7 separate regions of the Sus scrofa genome follow, and regions 1, 3, 4, 5, 6 and 7 are each linked to region 2. The links are chromatin contacts, called in public Hi-C, HiChIP or PLAC-seq and promoter capture Hi-C maps. All regions are on one chromosome and are shown on one strand. Each heading gives the region's core, a stretch centred on a gene start, on an enhancer-like site or on the middle of the called end of the contact. The rest is flanking DNA. Distances are from core to core; before and after follow the strand shown. Region 1 has its middle 380 kb from the start of AKR1E2. Region 2 holds the start of KLF6 (Kruppel like factor 6). Region 3 holds the start of PITRM1 (presequence protease, mitochondrial). Region 4 overlaps LOC102159132 (a long non-coding RNA gene). Region 5 has its middle 350 kb from the start of KLF6. Region 6 has its middle 280 kb from the start of KLF6. Region 7 has its middle 360 kb from the start of AKR1E2.

Evidence for each region. Promoter capture Hi-C pulls out the DNA fragments that hold promoters and counts their contacts. A called contact is a pair of places that touch in the nucleus more often than the background predicts. HiChIP or PLAC-seq counts read pairs in DNA pulled down with a chosen protein or histone mark.
Region 1: a contact with region 2 is called in a promoter capture Hi-C map of skeletal muscle, with 14 times the contacts expected there. The contact joins the enhancer-like site here to the promoter of KLF6 in region 2. A contact is called at or near these places in 1 of 5 promoter capture datasets (skeletal muscle), 8 of 47 Hi-C or Micro-C datasets (embryonic fibroblasts, heart right ventricle, mesenteric adipose tissue and 3 more) and 2 of 2 datasets of contacts at active chromatin or transcription factors (alveolar macrophages and skeletal muscle).
Region 3: a contact with region 2 is called in a Hi-C map of liver, with 10 times the contacts expected there. The contact joins the promoter of PITRM1 here to the promoter of KLF6 in region 2. A contact is called at or near these places in 1 of 5 promoter capture datasets (fetal skeletal muscle), 1 of 47 Hi-C or Micro-C datasets (liver) and 1 of 2 datasets of contacts at active chromatin or transcription factors (alveolar macrophages).
Region 4: a Hi-C map of subcutaneous adipose tissue shows a contact between it and region 2, with 1.8 times the contacts expected there. The contact joins the enhancer-like site here to the promoter of KLF6 in region 2. A contact is called at or near these places in 1 of 5 promoter capture datasets (fetal skeletal muscle), 7 of 47 Hi-C or Micro-C datasets (embryonic fibroblasts, fetal skeletal muscle, fibroblasts and 2 more) and 2 of 2 datasets of contacts at active chromatin or transcription factors (alveolar macrophages and skeletal muscle).
Region 5: a Hi-C map of embryonic fibroblasts shows a contact between it and region 2, with 4 times the contacts expected there. The contact joins the enhancer-like site here to the promoter of KLF6 in region 2. A contact is called at or near these places in 12 of 47 Hi-C or Micro-C datasets (embryonic fibroblasts, fetal heart ventricle, fetal skeletal muscle and 6 more) and 2 of 2 datasets of contacts at active chromatin or transcription factors (alveolar macrophages and skeletal muscle).
Region 6: an H3K27ac HiChIP or PLAC-seq map of alveolar macrophages shows a contact between it and region 2. The contact joins the enhancer-like site here to the promoter of KLF6 in region 2. A contact is called at or near these places in 1 of 5 promoter capture datasets (fetal skeletal muscle), 1 of 47 Hi-C or Micro-C datasets (embryonic fibroblasts) and 2 of 2 datasets of contacts at active chromatin or transcription factors (alveolar macrophages and skeletal muscle).
Region 7: a promoter capture Hi-C map of fetal skeletal muscle shows a contact between it and region 2, with 4 times the contacts expected there. The contact joins the enhancer-like site here to the promoter of KLF6 in region 2. A contact is called at or near these places in 3 of 5 promoter capture datasets (fetal skeletal muscle, liver and skeletal muscle), 3 of 47 Hi-C or Micro-C datasets (mesenteric adipose tissue and skeletal muscle) and 1 of 2 datasets of contacts at active chromatin or transcription factors (alveolar macrophages).

What each region holds. Positions count from the first base shown.
Region 1 is chr10:66,067,734-66,070,809 of Sscrofa11.1, forward strand. No RefSeq gene overlaps it. Among named protein-coding and RNA genes, the nearest start is that of AKR1E2, 380 kb to the left of the region's middle. Within about 2 kb of position 1,663, at least 26 of the 83 cell types and tissues checked have an H3K27ac peak or open chromatin away from gene starts, as enhancers often do. A contact at or near this core is called in mesenteric adipose tissue, omental adipose tissue and skeletal muscle, where this site is marked.
Region 2 is chr10:66,487,129-66,490,197 of Sscrofa11.1, forward strand. It overlaps KLF6 (Kruppel like factor 6), which reads left to right and starts at 1,317. Exons shown (of 5, transcript NM_001134353.2): 1 at 1,317-1,625. The coding sequence starts at 1,524.
Region 3 is chr10:66,995,346-66,998,247 of Sscrofa11.1, forward strand. It overlaps PITRM1 (presequence protease, mitochondrial), which reads left to right and starts at 1,574. Exons shown (of 27, transcript XM_021065061.1): 1 at 1,574-1,716. The coding sequence starts at 1,580. LOC102159626 (a long non-coding RNA gene) reads right to left here and starts at 1,417. Exons shown (of 4, transcript XR_002336448.1): 1 at 1,336-1,417; 2 at 502-728.
Region 4 is chr10:66,975,277-66,978,118 of Sscrofa11.1, forward strand. It overlaps LOC102159132 (a long non-coding RNA gene), which reads left to right. Exons shown (of 4, transcript XR_002336446.1): 4 at 875-1,753. Among named protein-coding and RNA genes, the nearest start is that of PITRM1, 20 kb to the right of the region's middle. Within about 2 kb of position 1,430, at least 4 of the 83 cell types and tissues checked have an H3K27ac peak or open chromatin away from gene starts, as enhancers often do. A contact at or near this core is called in subcutaneous adipose tissue, where this site is marked.
Region 5 is chr10:66,133,060-66,136,147 of Sscrofa11.1, forward strand. No RefSeq gene overlaps it. Among named protein-coding and RNA genes, the nearest start is that of KLF6, 350 kb to the right of the region's middle. Within about 2 kb of position 1,697, at least 27 of the 83 cell types and tissues checked have an H3K27ac peak or open chromatin away from gene starts, as enhancers often do. A contact at or near this core is called in alveolar macrophages, embryonic fibroblasts, mesenteric adipose tissue and 4 more, where this site is marked.
Region 6 is chr10:66,209,225-66,212,218 of Sscrofa11.1, forward strand. No RefSeq gene overlaps it. Among named protein-coding and RNA genes, the nearest start is that of KLF6, 280 kb to the right of the region's middle. Within about 2 kb of position 1,492, at least 10 of the 83 cell types and tissues checked have an H3K27ac peak or open chromatin away from gene starts, as enhancers often do. A contact at or near this core is called in alveolar macrophages, where this site is marked.
Region 7 is chr10:66,049,346-66,052,054 of Sscrofa11.1, forward strand. No RefSeq gene overlaps it. Among named protein-coding and RNA genes, the nearest start is that of AKR1E2, 360 kb to the left of the region's middle. Within about 2 kb of position 1,331, at least 3 of the 83 cell types and tissues checked have an H3K27ac peak or open chromatin away from gene starts, as enhancers often do. A contact at or near this core is called in fetal skeletal muscle, where this site is marked.

The DNA.
Region 1 (3,076 bases), core at 413-2,912, 420 kb before region 2:
GGGTCCAGGTCGCTGCAGACAGCAAATGCTGGGGGAGAGCAAGGACCCGAAGACGTTCTCGGCCGAGCCCCGCGCCCCCTGGTGATAGCGATGTGGGGGAAGCAGTGGCTGGCTTCCGTTCATTTTGGAGAAAGAAGCGAGAGCCTAGCTCCTTGAAACCCCAAAATAAGTCGCTGCAGAGCATGCCACTCTCTGCAGGGGACACAGCGTATTTCCCGCGTGGAGGCAGCAGCCTGTTGAAGCGTGATGGTGAGGGAGTTCCCGCTCTGGCGAGTAGGGTGTGCTGGCGTCTCTGGAGCACTGGGAGGCAGGTTCGCGCCCCAGCCCAGCACACTGGGTTAATCAGATCCCACACCTGCAGCTGGGATCTGATTCCTGAGCAGGGACTCCATCGGCCGCGGGGCCGAAGAACAAGGAGGAGCCAGTGGGCATGGGTGGGAGGCGGAGGGCAGGCGCAGGCCCTCTGCCTTGGGACCCCTCCTCCCGAGCCCAGCCCTGGCGTGGGGGACTGCTCGGACCCCGCGGGACTTTCACAGGCCCGAGAAGGCAGCCCCTCTCTGATTCTGGGGCCGCGGGTAACACGACCTGGCAAGTTTGGTGCTTTGGGGTCACTGCTCTGTGTGAGGAGGGGCGCAGCGATGAGGACGGCCAGGCGGTCTTCTGTATTTTTATGTGAAGATAATGATGAGAACAGTCCGTATTATTTACTGGTGCAGATGGCACAGCTGGTGAGAGCGTGGACAGGGCCTGGGTCAGGGCGGAGCTTGGCCCCTGGCGGTGACCTGACGAGGGCGGAGTTCATTCTGCACAGAGAAGGGGCGCGAATGATCCCCTTTGCCGCGCGGCAGGGTTGTTGCGGGGATTGGTGGAGCTAAATGCAGGAAGGCTGAGGCCACGGGAGGCTCACGGTGTCCAGACCATTCTCTGCCCACGGCATCTCTGCTCCGTGAAACCCAAGAGCAGATGTAGTATCCTCTGCGCCAGCGAGACGCCGCGGCCCAGAGACGCTGGTTTGCCCAAAGGCCTTTCGTGGAGTAAAAGGGGGACTGCATATCCGAACCTGTCCCTGGTGTCGGCAGAGAGCCAGGGGTTCCCCACACCCTTCAGTCCCAGGCAGGCGGGGACAGAGGGCTCCCTGCTTCTGGCTCCACGTTGTTTTGCTGACATCATCCTACCCCAGTCAGTCCAAGGCTCTCTCCACCGTATTTTTCCCTTCTCCATTTCTGTCTCGGCCCCCACACGCCAACCAGTGATAGAAAACTTACGAAACTGCTTCGGGCCGGATTCCTGTGACAGCAAATGTCATGGGCGTCTCGACTGACTGGAAGGGGCGCACTCGGCGCGGAAGGCGGCTGCGGCGGCATCATTCGGGGCTAAACACTCCTATTTTGTTTTGTTCAACATCGTTCGTTTTCATTTATGAGGCAGAGGGAAATGGACACTTGCTGCCGTACCCTTTTAGAGAGAAGAGGTGCTCAGGAGTGAAAACAGACATTTTTGAAAGGTGGCACCAGTAAGAACTGAGGTTAGGCCTGTGAGTCATCAGGAGGGGACACGAAGGTCACTGACACAACCTGTGACTATTTAAAGGCAGGACTGCCTGGTCCCCACCCTTGGGGCACAGGGAGCAGAAACAATGTGTTCATTTTGTCCTGAAGGTTCCATCATGAGTCAGCATGGACTCGTTCTAAATATTTGCTTTTGGGGCGGGCAGAATTACTCAGCGTAGAAATGTAGGCAGCTGGAAATTTCAGTGGCCTTAGTATTCCCCCTGATTCCTAGCTCCCGTCAGTAGACACGTAGAGCCACAAAGTACGATTTTGACAGCTCACGTCCAGGCCGAGGAGAGGCGCATCTGTGAGGACACACAAAAGCTCAGTGATACAGTGTCTTTATCCTACGGAAAAAAATGTGGCTTTGATTCATTCTCAAGCTGGAATGTACTTGTGCGTTCAAATAAAGTCTGCCATCAGTTTTAGAGGGAGTTTGTATTGTGAGAGAAGCACAGCCAAAAAGGAAAAAATAAATTTTTTTCACGAGGCATGTGAAAAGTCATCAAACCCACGTGAAAGATCGTGGGCAGAATGCCGCTGCCTCAGTGGAAAGGGCTGTCCCGGTAACCCAGCGTTCACTGGGCCCCGGAGCACGGAGGCCTCCCGACGACCTCTGTCCATCAGGGACTCAGTGTGCAAACAAACATAAACAGAATCGGCCAGCACTTGGAAGATGTAGTGTATTTCCTGTGCATTATTATGGGAAAAAATAAACACACGTGTGAGTAAACGCTCAAAGAGCAGAGCAGGAATTATGCTGTTTTTCTGGCCGTCCTCTCTGGATAGCAAAGCAGTTTGTTTTTTCAAAGCAATTTGAAAAATGGGAAGAATTTTAGTACCTATTAAGGACGTGCTGTGTTTCTGTTCTCTGTGATTCCGACGTCACGCCCTATCTCAGCTGAGTCTTGACGTCATGCCTGGGTGGTGAGTATGGCCACTCCTGCGTGCAAGTGAGGAATCAAGGCGGAGGGAGGTCCCAGGGCACCCACGGGGCCCCCAGGCCTTGAACTAGATGTCCTGACACATGGTATGGGGAGACGGCAGGGCTGTCTGCGATCTTTGGGCAGGCAGCCTTCACATCGCCTGGCACCTGTTAGCAACGCCCAGTAACAGGCCCCACTGACCTTCATCCAGAATCCGCACGTGGCTGCATCCGGTTGATATACCCACGTCCCTACGCTGGACGGCTGCAGTTGACCAGGATCTCGTGGGGCTTCCTCTCAAGTATCCATGACACCACGTGCCCAGTCTCCCACCAGGCACCTCAGGCCTGGGGACCAAGTCTGTATGTCCTGGAGCCCAGCCTTTTCAGTTCCAAGCGCTGCGCAAATCATGGGTCTGCTTTTATGTCTGAGCGCCGTAGGCACTCGGTCAGGCATAGGGATTCAGCCCCAACCGCAGCTGAGTTCTAACCTCCTCTGAAAGCTGTGAAAGTGCAACCCTACTTAGACATGGTTGTGATAGCGGGAGAGGCGCCCACATCCACGGTTACGGCTTCTCCTCAGCATCCGAGCGTTCAGCAG
Region 2 (3,069 bases), core at 67-2,566:
TGTGGTGACAAGTAAAAGGACACTTTCCAGACCCCAATTCCCACATTTTAGATTCACCTGGGAAGCGTGTTCCAAACACAGTGGCTAGGACAGCCCCTACCCCCAGCTCCGATTCTGCAGGTCTGGGGCCAAACTCCGGAAAGTGCATTTCTGAAATGTGGGCAACTGGTACCATGCTGTTCTGAGAGCAGTTAAGGCACCCTCATTTTTTGCCCCCTTCATAAGGGGCCCAAATTTTTAAAAGAAAAATGTGGTCTCATAGAATCAAAACAAGCAGGTCCAACGTGGGTCTCCCCAGCCATTCTGATCCTTTCCCTGCAGGTTCCGCAGGCATCTGGGGGCACAGGTGGGTCCCCCAAGTGTGTGTCCTTTCCACGGGAAGGGGGCGGAAGGAGGGAGCTCAGAGGCACGCACCACAGCGGCTCTGGAGCATCTCAGGCCCCTCCCTGCCCACCTTCCTGCCCCGCCACCCCCCCACACACACCTGTGGGGATGCTCTGTCCACCACACCTGGGTCGCAGGGGCCAACTTAGGACTGCGGGGTATGGAGCAGGTACAGAAGGGGACTGATGGGGAGGGGTGACAGGAGACAAGGGCGGGGAAGAGGGGGAAGAAAGAAGGGGACGGAAGACGGGGATACAGGGAGGACCGAGAGGGAGGAAGGGACGGCGGGGGCCAGAGAAGGGCAGGTCGGCCCGAGGCTGGAGGGGAGGGGCGGAGGGACCCCGTCTGGCTCCCCTCAGCCCCGCGGCGGCGCACTGAGCCGCTGAGCCGGGGGCAGGGGACAGGGCCCGGATGACCGGCGTGAGGAACGCGCGGGCCCGGGCTGCGGGGACCAACCCGGGTGATGGGGACGAAGACTGGGACCAGGACGACGGGGGTGCGGGGACCGGGGACGGGACGGAAGGGACACCCGGCTCCCTCGGCCCGGCAGCGGCGCACTCAGCCGCTCGGCCGCGCACCTCCCAGCACCGACTCCTCCGGCGCGCGGCGGCCCGCGCCTTATATACCCTGCTAAAAATAGCCTGCGAAGCCGCTTTCCAATCAGAGCCGGCCGAAGTTCGAATTCAGCCAATGGCGAGGGCTGTGATGGAGAGGCTCGGTCACGCCAGGCGGGGCCGCTGTGAGCCGCCGCCCGCCATTGGCCGAAGCTGACATCATCTTCGCGCAGCCCCCGGGCCAGGCGCGGCGTGATTGGGCGGTGCGATGGGCGGGCGAGGGCGAGTCACGTGGGGAGGGGAGGAGGGGGCTGGGCGGGGAGGAGGGGAGGCTGGCAGAGGAGCTTTGAATAGGGAAGTTTTGCAGGGGTTACGTTTGCAGTCAGTCCGGTGTTTGCAAATATTGTGTGGGCTCGAGAGTGCGTCTCCGGGCTCCGGCAGGATCCGAACCCGCGGCGCCTAATTGCTGCGCACTGAGTTTGCATGAACTTCCCCGGCGCTGCAGGCACGACTGCTGCGCTCCCGACTCCAGACCGCACACCTCCCTGTTTTTACAACAGCAGTGACTGTCTTTTCCAACCCGACATGGATGTGCTCCCAATGTGCAGCATCTTCCAGGAACTCCAGATTGTGCACGAGACTGGTTACTTCTCGGCGCTGCCCTCCCTGGAGGAATATTGGCAACAGGTAAATAGGAATTTTCGTGGGCCAGGTGCCCCGGTGTGCCGAGGAGGGAGTGCATGCACGCACCGACAGGACGGTGTGTGGTTGGAGGTGCATTTCTTCTTCTTCTTTTTTTTTTTTTTTTTTTTTTTTTAGTGGTTTGGGCAAATTTTTTTAAATTAAAATAATTAGTCCTAAAACGTACTTCTCCTGCCTCCGGTGAGGAAGGCACTTTAAAGAGGCCTTTACGGCGTGGAGCGGAGTTGACATTTGAGTGGGGCGCAGCAGCGCTTGGTCACTCCGAGTGTTTTTGCCCGTTTCTGGGGCTTATGAACTACCAGCTCCGGAGGGCAGACCCAGCTCCGCGGCCTGATCCCGGCCCCAGCCCTTGGCAGAAGTTTGGTGCTTGTACCAGCTCCAGACTCCACAGCTGGATCTGGTCATATGAACTTGCATGGACTGCCAAGGGTGTTGTTGTTGTTGTTGTTGTTTTTAAGGGATTTTGTTTTTGTTTTGCTTTTTGGTGTTTGTATGTAGAGGTGGTTTTTTGGTTTTGTTTTGGGTTTTGTTTTGTTTTGGTTTTTTTTTTAATTAAGAATTAAACCAGCAGAACATCCGCCAGCTCCTTTTCTCTAGCAGGCCATTTTCAATTTCTTAACCTTCTTTGGAATCCTTACGATTTGCCTCCATCTGCCTTGTTTTTCTTACCTGTTTCTTTCTTTGACCAGAGAAAGAAAAAAAAAAAGAAAGAAAGAAAGAAAAAAAAAACAGTGTTTGCACAAACAGTGACTTATCAGTCATATGACAATGAGCCGGTCCGTATTGCTTCAAGTCTGAGTTTGGGAAGAAGAGCCTGTTTCCGGCATTTTTTAGTGGGTCTGGAATTTGGGGCATTGGACATTTGAGAAACTTAATTTTTCCCCTTCTGATTCATTGGGATTGCCTGGAGGGAGGGAGATTCTGACACTTGTCCCATTGTCTTTAAAGGGTGGAAGGAGGTTTGGGGTTGTCTCTACCCTACGAGGCTGTTGGCTTTTTGTCACAAAGTGAATTAGCAGATCAGATATATTCCATGGGTTTCAAAGCCTAGAAGGCTTTTAGGGGAGATGAAATGCAAAGTGTTACAACCTTCACACGCCTGCTTAATTGTCGGCAGCCCTCTCCTGCCTCCCTCTCCCTCCCTGCTTTTCCTCCTAAAGAAGCAGCTTCCTAGGACGTGATTGAAATTGATCTAAGTAGTTTCCTTGGGCATTTGGGATTTGGGCCACAAGCCAGGCTGAGCTCTCGGTCGCCTTCAGAGGCTTTTAAACTCTCCGAGAGCGAGCTTCGTTCTGGTCCCCAGTGCTCCTCAGCATAATGGAGATTTTAAATTAGCCAGATGATTAAAGTTTAACAAGATCTCAATAAACGTGCTTTCCTTTTTCTCTGGAACATCCATACGCTATCTTGCTGTCTCTCCTCGGAACAC
Region 3 (2,902 bases), core at 324-2,823, 510 kb after region 2:
CCCCACTGCCTCCCTCAGTCCCCGCCAGAGTCTATTCTGACTCTTCTGACAACGTGCACTTGCTGATTTTACTCCTACGGCTTCAGGATAACACCGGAGAGGTTTTTGCAACATAGGCTATTGCATAGAGGACTTTTGATGTTTCTTTTCTACATTGCAGTGATCTGTGTTCATATAAATTCAGGTCACATATGAACATTAGTATTATGTCAGTTGCTCAAAATAATTATTTATGAATTCTGTGTGTGTCTGTGTGTAGGTCAGCCGTCAATGAGGTTTATCCTGTGGGAACATTCTACCAAGTGGCAATTACTGGATGTATATAGCATTTACTCTTCAGAGAGCAAAATGTTATAACCTCCCCTGCCTCCGCTTCCTGCGCAATCAAGCAGGGTTAATAACATCAAGATCACAGAGCTATTGTGGTGACTCAGTAACATTTATCACCCAAATTCTTACTGGAGGAAAGGTATGTTTGTGTCCATAGCTTCTTTTCATTACCTCGTCCTGGTTCATCCGGGTTCTCTCAATAAAGAGGTACGTGGTTAACTGCAGAATCCTCTTCATTCTGGAGAGCTTTTGTAGATATGGTGGCTTTTCCCTGCAGGATTACGCTCTGCATTGCTGCCAAAGCGTTTCTGCGCTCAGATGGATTGCACCTGTCTACTTACTGCTTTTTCTTTAGAGCCTGGAAGAAGGGGCAGGAAGCCTTGAGTCCCTTTACAGACCTCGGGGTGGGGAGAAAGGAGGGAGATGAGAGAAGGGAGGAGGTGAAGGCTCTGAGAAACTGAGGGCAAACTTGTGTCTTGCCTTCTCCCAAGTCCCTCGGATGCCGGGCCCAGGTGTGTTTAATCCCAAATGCCCCTGCAGGCCCACCTGCTCAAGTTCTGTCCACCTGAACCATTCCCTGAGGTTTAAGAAGGGCATGGCGTGTAGTCCTTACAGACACGAAATGCAGGTGGGGGTGGGTGGCTCAGTGGGCCCGCACAACTGTGCGGGGCACGAGACCTGTCCTGCCGTTTACTGGGGACGTTCTGTTTGGGACCATTCATGAGAGCATGGCATCATGGAATCGTGATTCTAAAGCCATGCGATGCAGTCGTCGGACCTTATCCAAGAAGCCACACAGCCCAGGGCTAAAGCACCTGGCTGGAGCCTGAAGCTGGACGTCCTTCTCAAGTCACTGCAGGAACCCGCCGACGGAAGCGTGAGCACGCAGAGGTGTAGGCACACAACCTCCATCCTGGAGACCAGTGCCTACCCGTGGCCATAGGACCACACAACTCACCTGGCTCAGCTTAAGTCCGCCCCTCCCCTGCAGCTGCCCGCCCTCACCTGGGCAGGCCCGGCCCTCGTCTTCACAGGCCCACCTCTCCCCGCGCAGCCCCGGCCCTCGCCGTGCGGGGCTGTCTCTTCCCTGAGCAGGCCCGCCCCCCCCTAGGCCCCGCCCCTCTCCGCCGGGCCCTGGGCCCCGCCCCTCTGTCGCCGGCCGGCCCCCAGGGTCCCGCCCCGCCGCCGCGGGGGCCCGCCCCTTTCCTCGCCAGCCTATTGGAGAGGGCGTCCCCCTGAGCACGGACCAATGGGGTGGCGGCCGGCGCGTCCCGCCCCAGGCCGTGCGTCGGGATCAGCGGGGTCGCGGCGGCCGCCGTGCTGGTCCTCGGCCATGTGGCGCAGCGGCTGGAGGGCGAGGGGCGCGCTGCGGGGCCTCGGCGGCCGGTGCGACGCGGTGGCGGTGGCGGCGGGGGTGTGGGGAGGCGCAGGAAGTCGCCCGGAGGGAGGGACGCCGGCGGGCGGGCGGCGGAGGCTCCTGGGTTAGGGCCCTGTTCTGGGTCTCCTGCCCCCTGAAACCCCTCCCCTGGGGGCTCCTGCCCCGGAGCACCCCAGCAGGGCCTGGGCGGGGGGCTCCTGCCCCGGAGCCCCCCAGCAGGGCCTGGGCGGGGGGCTCCTGCCCCGGAGCCCCCCAGCAGGGCCTGGGCGGGGGGCTCCTGCCCCGGAGCCCCCCAGCAGGGCCTGGGGGGGGGCTCCTGCCCCGGAGCCCCCCAGCAGGGCCTGGGGGGGGGCTCCTGCCCCGGAGCCCCCCAGCAGGGCCTGGGGGGGGGCTCCTGCCCCGGAGCCCCCCAGCAGGGCCTGGGTGGGGGGCTCCTTTAGCCCCTCAGGGTGGCAGAGCGGCCCCTCTGCCGCGGCCGCCCCAGCCCAGTCCCGGTAGCTCCCCCAAAGGGAAGGGTGCCCTGTCGGCTTAGGGTTGGGTGGTGCAGCCAGGGAACCCTGGGGTAAAGCCCTAGAAGACCTGGCCTGACCCCCTCTGCCTCCAGGTCCTCAGGCGACCCCAGAGCGGGTGGCCCTGCCCGCAGGTTGTCGGGGCTTTTGAGGGACTGTCATTGATGAGGATTTTAATGCGAGGAGTAAAAGGAACCGGTAGTTTTGGGTCTGAAGAGTCGTTTGCTCCCATTTCCCTGTAGTTGGGGGGCGGGGGCGAGGAGGCCTGAGGCTTCTGCACCTGCACTTAACCTGCATTTTTGGTGGGAGTGGAGCCTCTGGGAATGGAACTTCTCGTTTAATGACTAGGTCTATGGGAAAAGAATGCACTTAATTTCGAACTATGAATGAGCGTCCTTCCCTTTGAGTTTGTAAAAAGTCGTGACATTTTACTTTTGTTTTTTTTCTTTTTAATGGCACCTGAGGCTTATGGAAGTTCCTAGGCGGGGGGTCAAATTGGAGCCACAGCTGAGGGCCTACACCACAGCCACAGGCAGGCCGAATCAGAGATGTAGCTGTGATCTACGCCACAGCTCATGGCAACGCCGGATCCTTAACCCACTGAGTGAGGCCAGGGATGGAACCCACATCCCCATGGAGACAGTTTTGGGGCCTTAACCCTCTGAGCCACGACGGGAACTCCCAC
Region 4 (2,842 bases), core at 180-2,679, 490 kb after region 2:
CTTGAGATTAACAGGTTGAAACAAGGCGAGCAAATAAATTCCACACAACCAGGAGGAACGTTTTGCTGAGGAGTTTTGTTGGACTAACAGGTTACAGTAAACTGTTGCCTGGTTCTACCCCTAATTTACCCAGTTCCCAGTTTACCCAGGAGGTGTCGGGACCTCCCCACTGTCGGCAGCCGTGAGCAGTGTGGATCCAGTGTGGCGTGCTGAGGTGTGACCGTGGCTGCTGAGCCCGTGTGTTCTTTATTATATTACTACGCAGCATCTCCTGTGCATCAGGTGGGGTTGGCACCCTGCGGCAGTGCCTGCTGGATTTCCACCCACTGTCTGGTCCCATCTGATGACACGGGGCTTGCAGATGCCGCCGCCTGTGTGTTCCCTTTTCTGCTGCCACACCTCCTCATGACCACAGAGTTTTAGGTCTTCTTTTATGCCTCGAAATACTCTCAGGTGGGGAGACAAAAAGACCCTGGGGGCAAGCAGAACGGCTGGCTGGCTGGGGAAGTGAAGGGTTCCCACACTTTAATGGCTAAGAAAGAAACCGCTCGTAATATTCTAGCCCAATGCTTACCTGTCGGTTGGATCCTGACAGAGCTGAGGGCTTCGTGTGCTTTTAGGAAAAGTGTTGAAGCCTGTAGCGTCCGTGAATGATATATTTGTTTTTACCAAAACTCATCTTCCTAGGCTATTATCTTATACGTTGCTCCGTTTGGTTTCTTAATGTTCTTTCGTGTGAGCGGAAGGCTGCGGGGAGGCGTTCATCAGCAGAGAGAAAATTGGGCGGATAATCAGCTGCGTTCCTGGGGCTGCAGTCATGGGAGGGGCCTGACCTCCAGGGAGGCATCCTTCATGCTGGCTCATCTTCTTCCAGTGCCACCTCCGCCACGTGAAGGATGCCTGGGTTTTGTGCAACTCCCGCGCTCGCAGCGTCTCTGGGTCTTTACCGCGGTCAGAGGTTTCCGGACGGTCTCCCGTTCCTGCCCCCGAGACGCGTTCTCACTATTGTGCCTGACCGGGAACACAGCACAATGAACGTTTTCCAAAAAGGCAGAGACGTGGGAGATGCCTTTTCATGTCACAGACTTCTTAGTGTTCCTTTCAGGAAGTGGAGTCCAGCCAGGTGACAAGAATTCAAGGAAAGGAAATGGGTCCGGGAAGGGAGGGGAGCCTGGGGAGCAGGAGCCACGGAGGCGCCTGGCCCTCGCAGCCTCTGTCTCCCATCGGGTGGTACGTGGTCACTGCAGGCAAGGAGAGTCCCCAGGCTGTCCCCTGGGGTCCTGCGAAGACCAAAGCACAGGTGCGCTTCAGATACACCCAAACGACTGCGCCGGCCCGGGCTCCGAGCTCACACACGGGCTGAAGCTTGTCTGAAGCTGGTCGTGATGCTGAACAGGAGGTGAGCAGAAGGCCGCCTGTGGCCCAGGCTTCCTGGGAGGGAGCCGCTGGCTTTGCCGTCACTGGTTCTGGGAACCGCAGCCAGGAAGCTCATCACTGTGCTGCCTTTGGAAGGAGTTTCAGTGGGACGCCCTCTCCAGGTTGATCACAGCCTCCTCAGGTCCGAAGCAGGGACGCACGCCCCTCCCTGGACGGAGGCGGCTCCCCCCCCCAGCCCCACCTCTGCTGCTGCCCCGCCGGGGACCTGCGGGCTCCTGCCTCTGGGTCAGAGCTTCCTGCACTGCGCGGCCGGACCCACCAGCGTCTGTGCCCCAAACGCCTGTTTACTCCTGAACCAGTGAGCCAGTGAATGAACGAGTGAATGAAAACGAAGCGACTCACTGTGTTTCAGAGGGACATGCGCGGTCCAGAGCTGGGAGCACCTCGCAGGCCCCGCATCCCCCCTTACTGTAAACTGCACCCCAGGTCAGGCTGCAGCCTGAGCCCCCAGCGTCCTCCCCGGAGGAGGTGTGTTTGCCTCCTGCTGTTCACTTGAGGGCACCTCCCTCCCCCACGTCCTCCCGTCCCTCTCCCCTCCCCGCCCCCAGTACCGCTGCCTGGCACCCCCTATAACCTGAAGTCACCAACTTTTAACTCCGCTGAGCTGTCACTAACTTGGTTCTCACGGCAGAGCACTTCCGACGTGCTTCACACGGTCGTGGGGACCACGGCCACGTGAGACCAGATTTGTCCCACCTGCCACCCCTCCCTCTGAAGCAGCTCCCCCGCCCTTCAGAAGCTCCCCTCTGCCAGTCTGGACCCTTCAGTTCCAGGTAGTTTCCCACCTCAGGGGCGTGGAGGACCGGCCCCCATCCCCAGCTCCCCAAGTCTGGGGTCCACACTGGGTTCCACAGCCCGAGCCCCAGAAGCTCCCACTTCTGGGTCTTAGGACAGATTTCTCTCTGACCCCTTATCAGATACTTGTCGAGTCACCCTTGAGGCACAGGTGCTGTCAGAGGTGAGCCCAAGGGAGCTTCCTACCAGGGGAATGGTGATGGGCGGGCAGTGTCGCTGCCCACGTGGGGCCCCTGCCCGGTGGGGGCCATCAGAACCAGGAACAGAGCCCCTGGGACGCTGTGGCCCCACACTGCCCTGGCGGGGTTGGTGCTGGCTCCCACGGAAAGGTGGTTTGAGCCTCAGCAAGCGGCACCTGCACCCTCTCACTGGGGCCCCTCCGGGACCAGGCGCGCCCGGCATTGCAGCCTGGGCTTGTGCAAGGAGAGGGCACAGCAGCTCTCCAGGCTCAGGGAAGAGCCGTGGGCTGATTCTGTGTTTATTTACCCCCCAGCCCCCGGCCCAGTGCCTGGCTGGAGCACCTGCTGGTTTGCTTGCCAGGGGCGCTCAGTCAGTCAGTGCTTACGTGGGACAGGCCTCTCTTCAGCTGCCTTGTCAGAGGCCCGGTGAC
Region 5 (3,088 bases), core at 447-2,946, 350 kb before region 2:
AAATCAGAGTTGTAGCTGCCAGCCCTCGCCACAGCCACAGCAACAGCAAATGTGAGCGCATCTGTCACCTACACTACAGCTCATGGCAACACCAGATCCTTAATCCACTGAATGAATCCAGGGATCGATCCTGTGTCCTCACGGATACTAGTCAGATTCGTCTCTGCTGATCCAGGACGGGAGTTCCTTCTTAGAACAGATTTTTAACATCTTCCCTACATCAGAATGCTGGTGGTTTTTTGGGGATCAGTAGTCAGCAAGTCTGGATGTTGCTGTCACAACCTAGGCAGTTGGTCCCCGACTCTTCCCAGGCCATTGGCTTTCTGTGTTCAGCCTCAAAGCAAGAACAGCACTGGGAACGCGCCAGGCACCCCGGCCATCCTGGTTGGGCTTCCCTCTCCTCTCGGGGCTCTTCCCCCCCAGGCCCTCGGGCAGTGACCTGGGAAGGCCAGGGAGATCACGGTGCCAGAGGGGAGTCACCGAGTGAGACCTGCTCACCTGCAGGGCAGGCCTGCCCCTCCGCAGGCCGCAGCGAGATCTGCGAAGCTGGTCCTAACCAGCCCAATAGCCCATTGTGACCTGTGCTGACTGACCCCCAAGACATGCCACTTTCCCAGGGACTTTCAAGTACATTGTCACAACTCCGAAATAGCCACAGGATCGGTTCTATTCCTATATTTGAGTTGAGAACACCAAAGTTTCTTAAAATTATGCATATTTTATATTGATAAAAATAGTGCATGTAGCTGTAGAACCATCACACCGGGTAGCTAATCAATCAAGATAATAATAGAGCGATAGTACATGTTATTCAGTCTTAAGCGGTGCCTGTAACCACATCGAACAATAAATATGAAGTCAGAACAGCTCAAGTTGCAAACTTGAAACGCTCCAAGAAAGTATGGTAATAGCAAAGCCCATGAAGAATATACGTGTGGGGTCAAAGCAGAGCCTGCGGGACCGAGGGAGATGTGTGGGAAACTGACTTGCCCTTTTCTTCCATTAAAGGGCAGGTTTTCTGAAAAAAAGATGGTTCAATTTCCTCCCTCCAAGCTGCCTTTTTAAAATAACATAACATAACACATGTTTTGACACAACTCCACATGACTCAGAGGCCTTCTTAAAATAAGACCAGACTGCATTCGTGGAGACTGAGTCACCTCTAACCTCCTGAACTTGCCGAGGATTCGGATCCAGGATGTATGTTCGTCCCTCAGAGGCGATGGGAAGGTTCTGGGGGCAGCGCACCTGGCCTTCAGTCAAGTGTTTTATCCCTGGCACTGCAAACAAGCGGGGTTTTTCTGCCTTTCGCATCGCCTCGCCAGGAACGAAAGACAGCATGTCAAACTGTGGTTTCCAGGGTAAACAAATAAAGACGACCCACTCCAGAAAATAAACGATTCCCGGAATGATTTTTAAAAGGAAGGACAACGTCGCGTGGGGACGTATGTGGCGCTCATCCAGTCCGGGCCTTCTGCAAGCGCCGCAGCCCCGAGAGGCAGGGGCGTCTTCTGAGTTAATTGCAGCGGGAGACACGTCCTTCTCCGGGACCCAGAAAACTTCCCGGTAGAAGTCCAGCGCCGTTGGGCGTTTTTCTTCTGAGTAAAGGTTGGGAACTCAAGGCGCCTCGGGCCCACGCCCACTGGTCTACGCTGCCTTCACCCAGCGCAAGCGCGCGGGTTCCCCTGGCAGGATTCCGCACAAAAAGCTGACAGGCCTGTGCGTTCGGCGGCACAGCCCTCGTGCAGCGGGACCGGGACGCTCACCCTTGAACGTGGGCGATCTGGCGTTGAGTCCTTTCTCCCCCAAGCTGCCGCCCCCGCGTTCTTTATGTGAAGAAGTGACCCTGAGTCACGTAGAGTTCGGATGCGCAGAAGGCGGGCTCATGCCTGTGGACATTTTCCCAGGCCTTGAGGACGGTCGCCGGGACTGCTGTTAACAACAGCGGGACCGCAGCGCTCATGACCGAGCCGCCTGGACTCCACCGGCACGGCTGTCCCCGCGGGCTGAGCCAGTGTCCTTAGCGACCGGGGCGGCGGCTGGACAACTGCGATCACGCCCGGTGAGGGATGGCTCTCGCCCAGTCGCCCTTGCGTGGCATCTCTATCCCCCGTTTTTAAGCCCCGGCCGGCCTGAGACCCGGCCCCCACCCCCACCAGGCCCTGGTTCAGAACAGCGGCCTTGGAGGCTCCGCGCCTGCCCTTCAAGGCGCCCCAGCGCCCTGGCCGCACCCCCGACCGATGGCACTGACGCACAGTCGGGCTGTGAAGGCAGCGCTTCTCGCTCACCCGCTCCCGGACGTGGAACGGAGAGAAAACGCCCCCCTGAAAGAGCCACCTTCCAGATGTGCCCGGCTCAGGGCCGGCCCCGAGTGTCACGTCCTGGTGGGAAGTGACTGCGTGTGTTTTGTTCAGATCCAAGGCCCTGTTGACAAAGCCGTGCTGCAGGTGTCCCCCTGAAATGGTCACACGGTGACCTTCCCTGGTCAAAGAGGCCTCTAAATGGTATCCCGGGTCTCGTCTCCCGTGCACATCTGAAGGTCTGCTGTTTCGGAGAGGGCAGTGCCCTGGTCACGGAGATTTAAAGCACCCTGTGGGGTCAGATTTTAACAGGAACCCAAATAATAGCAACCCCTTTCTTTGTTGGCCACCCCCAGGGCTCACTCTGGATGTTTTTAATAGCAAGGGACCTCATCTAGCCGTCCATGAGGCTAACTGATTTCTATACCTTTTTCTCTTCTATCCCCCCCACCTCCCGCTCCCCATTCCCCGCCCCCCCCCTTATTCAATTAAAAGAATCAGCGAGCCCTTTGGCTCCCTTTTCCTGGAGCAAACTTTTTCACAAACTTTTTTTAATTTACTCAAAGGAAGAGTTTAAAAAATGCTGAAGCATAGCATGCACACACCACATGCATAAGAAGACGCAGCAAGACCGCTGCGGTTGTCCAAGAGGATCCTGCGGCCAGGGCTGCCTGGCGGCCCCAGCGGACATAGGGCTAAGCCCACGGGGTCACATCTGGGAGAGAGAGTGTGTGAATGGAGCGGAGCCGGCCTCCCACACGACAGGAATTCCTCCCAAACTATGTGCT
Region 6 (2,994 bases), core at 242-2,741, 280 kb before region 2:
CTGGTGGGGAAACTGGCCAAGAGTGTAGTCCTTGGAAGCCACGGTGTCCCTTTGAGAGGATCTCAGAGCTGCGGGGTCCCCGTGCCTCCCAGCCAGGAGAGAAGGCTTCCTGGAGTAAGGAGGGCGCTTTATACAGTTGGGATAAACGGCCTGTGCACAGTCCTATCTGCTGGCTTCCATGGAATTGAGGCCAGAATGACCCCTTGAGGGGAAGGCACACTGGTGGTTGTCCCCACGAAACACTGAAGAAGGCAGGTGACACGAGCAGCCACGTCACATGTTAAAAGGGCGATGAGGTTAGAGGACGAGGGTGCTGCCAGGCCACTGAGATGCTTTGCTTGTAGATTAAAAGGATACAAGATTTCTACCGTTCCCATAGTTGGTAAATTAGATGAGCGAAGACAGGTGGGATCCCCAAGAAGTCCTACCATAAAATAGATAAGAGGAGTTCCCGTCGTGGCTCAGCAGTTAACGAACCCAACTATTATCCACGAGGATGCAGGTTCGATCCCTGGCTTCACTCAGTGGGTTAAGGATCCATCGTGGCCGTGAGCTGGGGTGTAGGTCACAGATGTGGCTCGGATGCCGAGTTGCTGTGGCTGTGGCGTAGGCTGGCGGCTACAGCTCCAATTGGACCCCTAGCCTGGAAACCTCCATATGCTGCAGGTGAGACCCTAAAAAGATGAAAAAATAATAATAAAAAAATAAAATTAAGGATAAGGGATTTACATTCTTTTTAGAAAAATTAATGAAAAGTAGCAAGTTAGGTGGACACAATCTGAGGTCAGGCAGCTGAGCATGAGTGGGGAGCAGAGCACAGGACTGGCACTGCCCAGAGGTGCACTGGGCCTGAGGTCAGCTTTCCACGGGGTGGCGGTGGCGATGGCACTCACCTCATTCCCCTCCCCCCGGGGGTGGGGGTGGGGCGCCCACAGAGACAGCCATTTGCCCAAGACCCAAGCTCTCGGAATAAGTCACTTAATGGGAAATTTCCCTGGAACCCGAGAGTCTGAGCAACCTCAGCCTGAGAGGAGGAAGAAAAGCAGTGTCTCCTAAGAAATGACAGCCCTGGGCCAGTCCTCATGGGGCCTGGGAACCCACAAAACGCACAGCGAGCCCTCCGAGGAAAGTGGGCCAGGGATCCAGCAGCCCCAGGCGCTTGGCACAGTGTAGCTGGGCTTGCACTCAACCCCAGCCTCAAAGAACAAACACAGATAAAGTTGCAAAAGTCTCTTTTCCCTCGAGGAAGCCAGACCTCGGAAGTAAACAGGTGCAGGCAGGCAAAAAAAGATGGCAGATTGATTGGCAGAGGATTTTTGGTGTGGAACTATAGACGAAAAAGTAAAACAAGTAGATGTGCTATATTTAGTTCTGTGGGAACAAATACTACGAGACAAACATGGTCAAGCAGCTTTTCAAACTAAAAGGAATTTCTAGGTAACACGTATACTAATTGAAATGAAAAGCTCCACAAACAGATGTGTCACCCTGTTGGACAGATCTGAAGAAGGAAGCAAGAGTGAGCTGGGGGCTCCGTGAGGAAATGACTCAGAGAACCGCACGCACTCTGTAAAAAATTGTGCCACGTCTTCATGCCACTTAGGATCAAGACAGTATTTCTTAAGACAAATAAATACATAACTTGAAAAGAAAACCTTCTGTATATTCTATCACCTCAAAATGAAGCACACCAGGAAGACATTAACATAGGAGAAGACACGGCACCGTGGAGATGGCAAAAGGACTTTTAGAGGAAATACCGAAAGCGAGCGCCATGAACGCCAACCGCTAAGTGGGGCTTTATCAAAATCGTAAACGTAGCCTCTATAAGAGACGCCTGTCAGCGAATGAAAAGCCGTAGACTGAGAGAAAATATTTCCAAAACAGATCTCTGATAAATAACTTAATCCAAAGTATACAAAGAACCCTTAAAACGCGACAACAACAACCAGAAACATCCAACTCAATTAAGGAGTGGGCAAAAGATCTGAACAGGTACCTCAACGAAGAAGCCCATGCAATGAGTGTTGAAGAAATAGACTCACAGACATAGAAAACAAACTTACGGTTACCGAAAGGGGAAGCGGGGAGGGATAGATGGGGAGTCTGAGATTAGCAGATACCCACGACTCTGTATGAAACAGATACGGTGGAGCACAGAGAACGTGCTCGGGATTCCATGATAACCTATTCTGGGAAAGAATCGGAAAACACACATGCGTATATATGTATGTGTCTGTGTATATTTGCTGTACACTTGAAACGAACACATTGTAAATCAGCTACACTTCAACTTTTAAAAAGTCATGTTTAAAAATGTTTGCATCAACGCAGAGTGAGTCGCGGTGGTGTTTGCAGGCGTGCCATGTGCAAAATAAAATAATGCAAACCATCCAGGCAGCTACTTGGCAGCACAGAAGTCCTCCTCCTGTCCTTGGGTTTGCAGGCTGAAGGCGGGGTTCACTCCATCACGCCCCCCCCCCCCACGTCTTTTCGTTTTCTGACCTCCTGTTACGAGGGCAGCTTCGCATCCTCAGAACAGGATCTCGTGCCTGCCAGGGGCGCATGCTCCAAGGTGACTCCCTCCACGCTCCCACTTGGTCCCACCCACGTCAAAGCCCGCGAATGATCTACGCGAGCCCTTTAAGAGGGGTCGTCTCTTCGTGTCCGTCGTTCCAGGCTCCTGGGAAGCCGCCCCAGTAGATGTGCTAAGCCCTGTTTCAGACTGCCGCCCTGCAAGCTCTCCTCTGCCGTCTTTTATTTAGAGACTGAGCTCCCGCATGGCTGCTCTGATAAGAGCCTTGTACCCCACCTCTGCCGGCTGTCCGTTTCTCAGGGAAAGTCCTGGCAGCGGTGGGCCGGCAGCTGAGAAGCCCTTGATGGTCCCAGATTGGTTGCCCTCACCTCATTCTTGCGGCCGGGGCCAAAGGATAGAGATGCAACCCAGAGGCGTCCCTGCAGGCCAAGTCGCCTGTGCCCAGAGTGTGTGCTGCT
Region 7 (2,709 bases), core at 81-2,580, 440 kb before region 2:
AGCAATTCGGTAAGCCTAAAAGCGTATTCAGACTCCGTCCAACCTTTGTTAACCCCAGTGACCACTTATCGTTAAACTATATTCTTCCTGACTCCTGACCAGGGAGCCCTTGGAAGAGCTTGACCAGGAGGGCCCTGGCCCCCAAGGCAGGGATGCGTACCAACCCCAAGCGCCTGAGAAACAAGGAACGGCCACACAAGTGATGCTGACGTGTAAGGAGTCAGCGCTCGAGAGTCCATAACAGCCGTGTCAGTAGGAACATGGAGCCAACGAGATAAGAGCAGTGGGAAGTGAGATTGCCATCCATCAGGAGGTATTGCGGGGAGTGAGCTGTTTCTGGGAAAGGGAACACCTGCCTCGAATAGTTCTGAGACAAAGTGGACAACACGCAGAGGAGAGCCAGCCCATTGTGGGGACAAGCACAACCGAGCCGATTCCTGCTGCAGACGCAGCCCCCATACAATGCATCTCACAGGCAGCCAACAGGAAAAATAAAATAACTCACTTCCCACGCCCGGTGAGACCCGCTCAATCACCTGCACAGTGAGACCCGCTCTTCCTTCTGCCCCGGTGCAGAGGCGTGTGGTTGACTCGCGGTCCATCGTACGCACATCTTCAGTTAGGGTTTACTTTTCACTGGGCAGCAGGGTTTCCCCTGTGCCACCTGACTTCCTCTTCACAGATTGGAGCTGCCCCCTCTCCCAAATGCAGAATGCCCTGGAATCGACAGTCTAGTCCAGTGAGAAAGGAGACTACATGCTCTCAAACGTGTAATGAAACCGCACCTGAAGAGCTACAGCAAAGTGAAGACGACACACTTGCTTTCACTCCGCCACCAGCCTGGGAAAACTTGCGGAGTGGAGTAATACGGAAGGCTCCTCTGGCTCTCCTGTCGGCCCTCGTGTTTTGTGAAGGAGGCGGCGCACGCACACACACACACACACAGGCACATGTGCACACACGATCACAAAAATGACCCTGGCTGCTTATTCTAGTGTGAGATATGAGTCGGATTAGTAAGGTGGCCTTAATTCTTGATCATCAGGCTAATAGAGCTGACACTGCAAACTCCGGGACGGTCTGGAAATGGAAGCCCTCTGTGCCCTGGCTCTGCCACTCACAGGGAGCATAAGCTGGACCTCGCTTCCTCTCACCGGCTGGTGTCCAGAGTGAATAATGGTGGTGTCTTCCCCACTGGTTGTTGAGAGACCATCCCCAGATCCGAGTACCGAGAGCTGAACTGAAGCAGTCGGAAGCCACCGCACACATACCTAAGTTTCCTTCTCTGCAGGCCTCATCCCGAGAGTAATGGTTTCGGGTTCCTAGGAGGAGTGGCAGCCGGAAAGTCAGCTACCAGAAATCTTTGTGACAGCTGCTAACTCATGTAAATATAACACCGTCTGGTGTTCCTTGAGTTCATGCTCCTGTAAAAATGGATGGGGCAAAGATGAACAGAAGTAGGGGTGAAGGTACTCACTGCCCGAATGTGGGATCCCCAGAAGCAGACTCTGAGATGAGGCTCTTAGGCTGTTCTTTATTCATTAGGTTCCTTCCTTCCTGGAAGACAGAGGCAAGAAACCCCCATTTCGATTGCCCTCCGTCATGTATCCACCGTGGTTAGAACAGGAATATTCCATTAAGCAAACAGAGCCAGTGCTGTTATCTACAAATTCCTTAGGCAGGAAAGTATGCATTTTATTGAGAACAGAAAACTATAATTTGCCTGGAGGATACACAGTTCACAGAAGGGGAACCTAGGTGTAAAAGCTCCCACGCAGGGCAAAGTTTATAAGAATAGTCGTTGCTGACACATGTGAATGCTGCCATGTGCCAGGCATCCTCTGTGGGCATTTGCGTCTGTCGTCACGTGGGCTCAGCACTGTCAAGAGATGGTAGGACTGCTCCTGGTCCACATGCGTGAGCTCAGTGTAGAGACCTGTATGCTGTCAGTAGTGGAAGCAGAACTTGAGCGACCTGAGCTCACTCTCCAGGCCCTCGGCACCTCCTCGGCGCCCTCTTCCTGCTTCGGCGGTCGCCCCGCGGCCGTGGCTTTCATGCCCTCCCAGGAGCCGCTCTCTGAAGGCAGGCTCTCGTCTGCGTTGCGCATGCCCGTATCACCTGGCACAGCGCCAGACACAGATAAGAGGAAGAAGAGACACGTCTGCCAGTCATTCATGGCACAGAGCTGCTCATTCCCCGCCGTATTTCTGCCCAAAGAAAGAAAAGTTGGGGCCAGTTTTACTGGCCATCGAAAGTTTAATCCTCCCTGCAAAGCTGACTCAGTCACTGGGCAGGCTGTATTTTTGGACTGCCATGCTTGTCAGTGTGAGCTCGGGCTGTAGTGTAAATTATAGGTCCATTCTAATCACGAGAAAGATAGTTTTAGTTCTAAATAAATGACCAGTCTCATATTTGAAATGTCCATTCCACTTTCCGGTCTGCTCACTTGGGCCGCTTGGTGGTGTGCAGATGCGGACTCCTGGGTGTGTGCTGGGTCCTCCAGGTTATACTGGAACTCCACCCAACAGATGCTTTGGCAGAAGTTGTTTTCATGGGAGATGTGTCAAACCTGTGTATTTATATTCATCTGTCTGTCTGTCTGTCTGTCTACAGATCCACCTTGTCCATAGAAGCCGTGAATCATTCCTCTGTCTGTTGTGGAGCCTGTGTTATTTCCAGCCCTTTCCAGTGAGAGTTACTGGAGGCAAT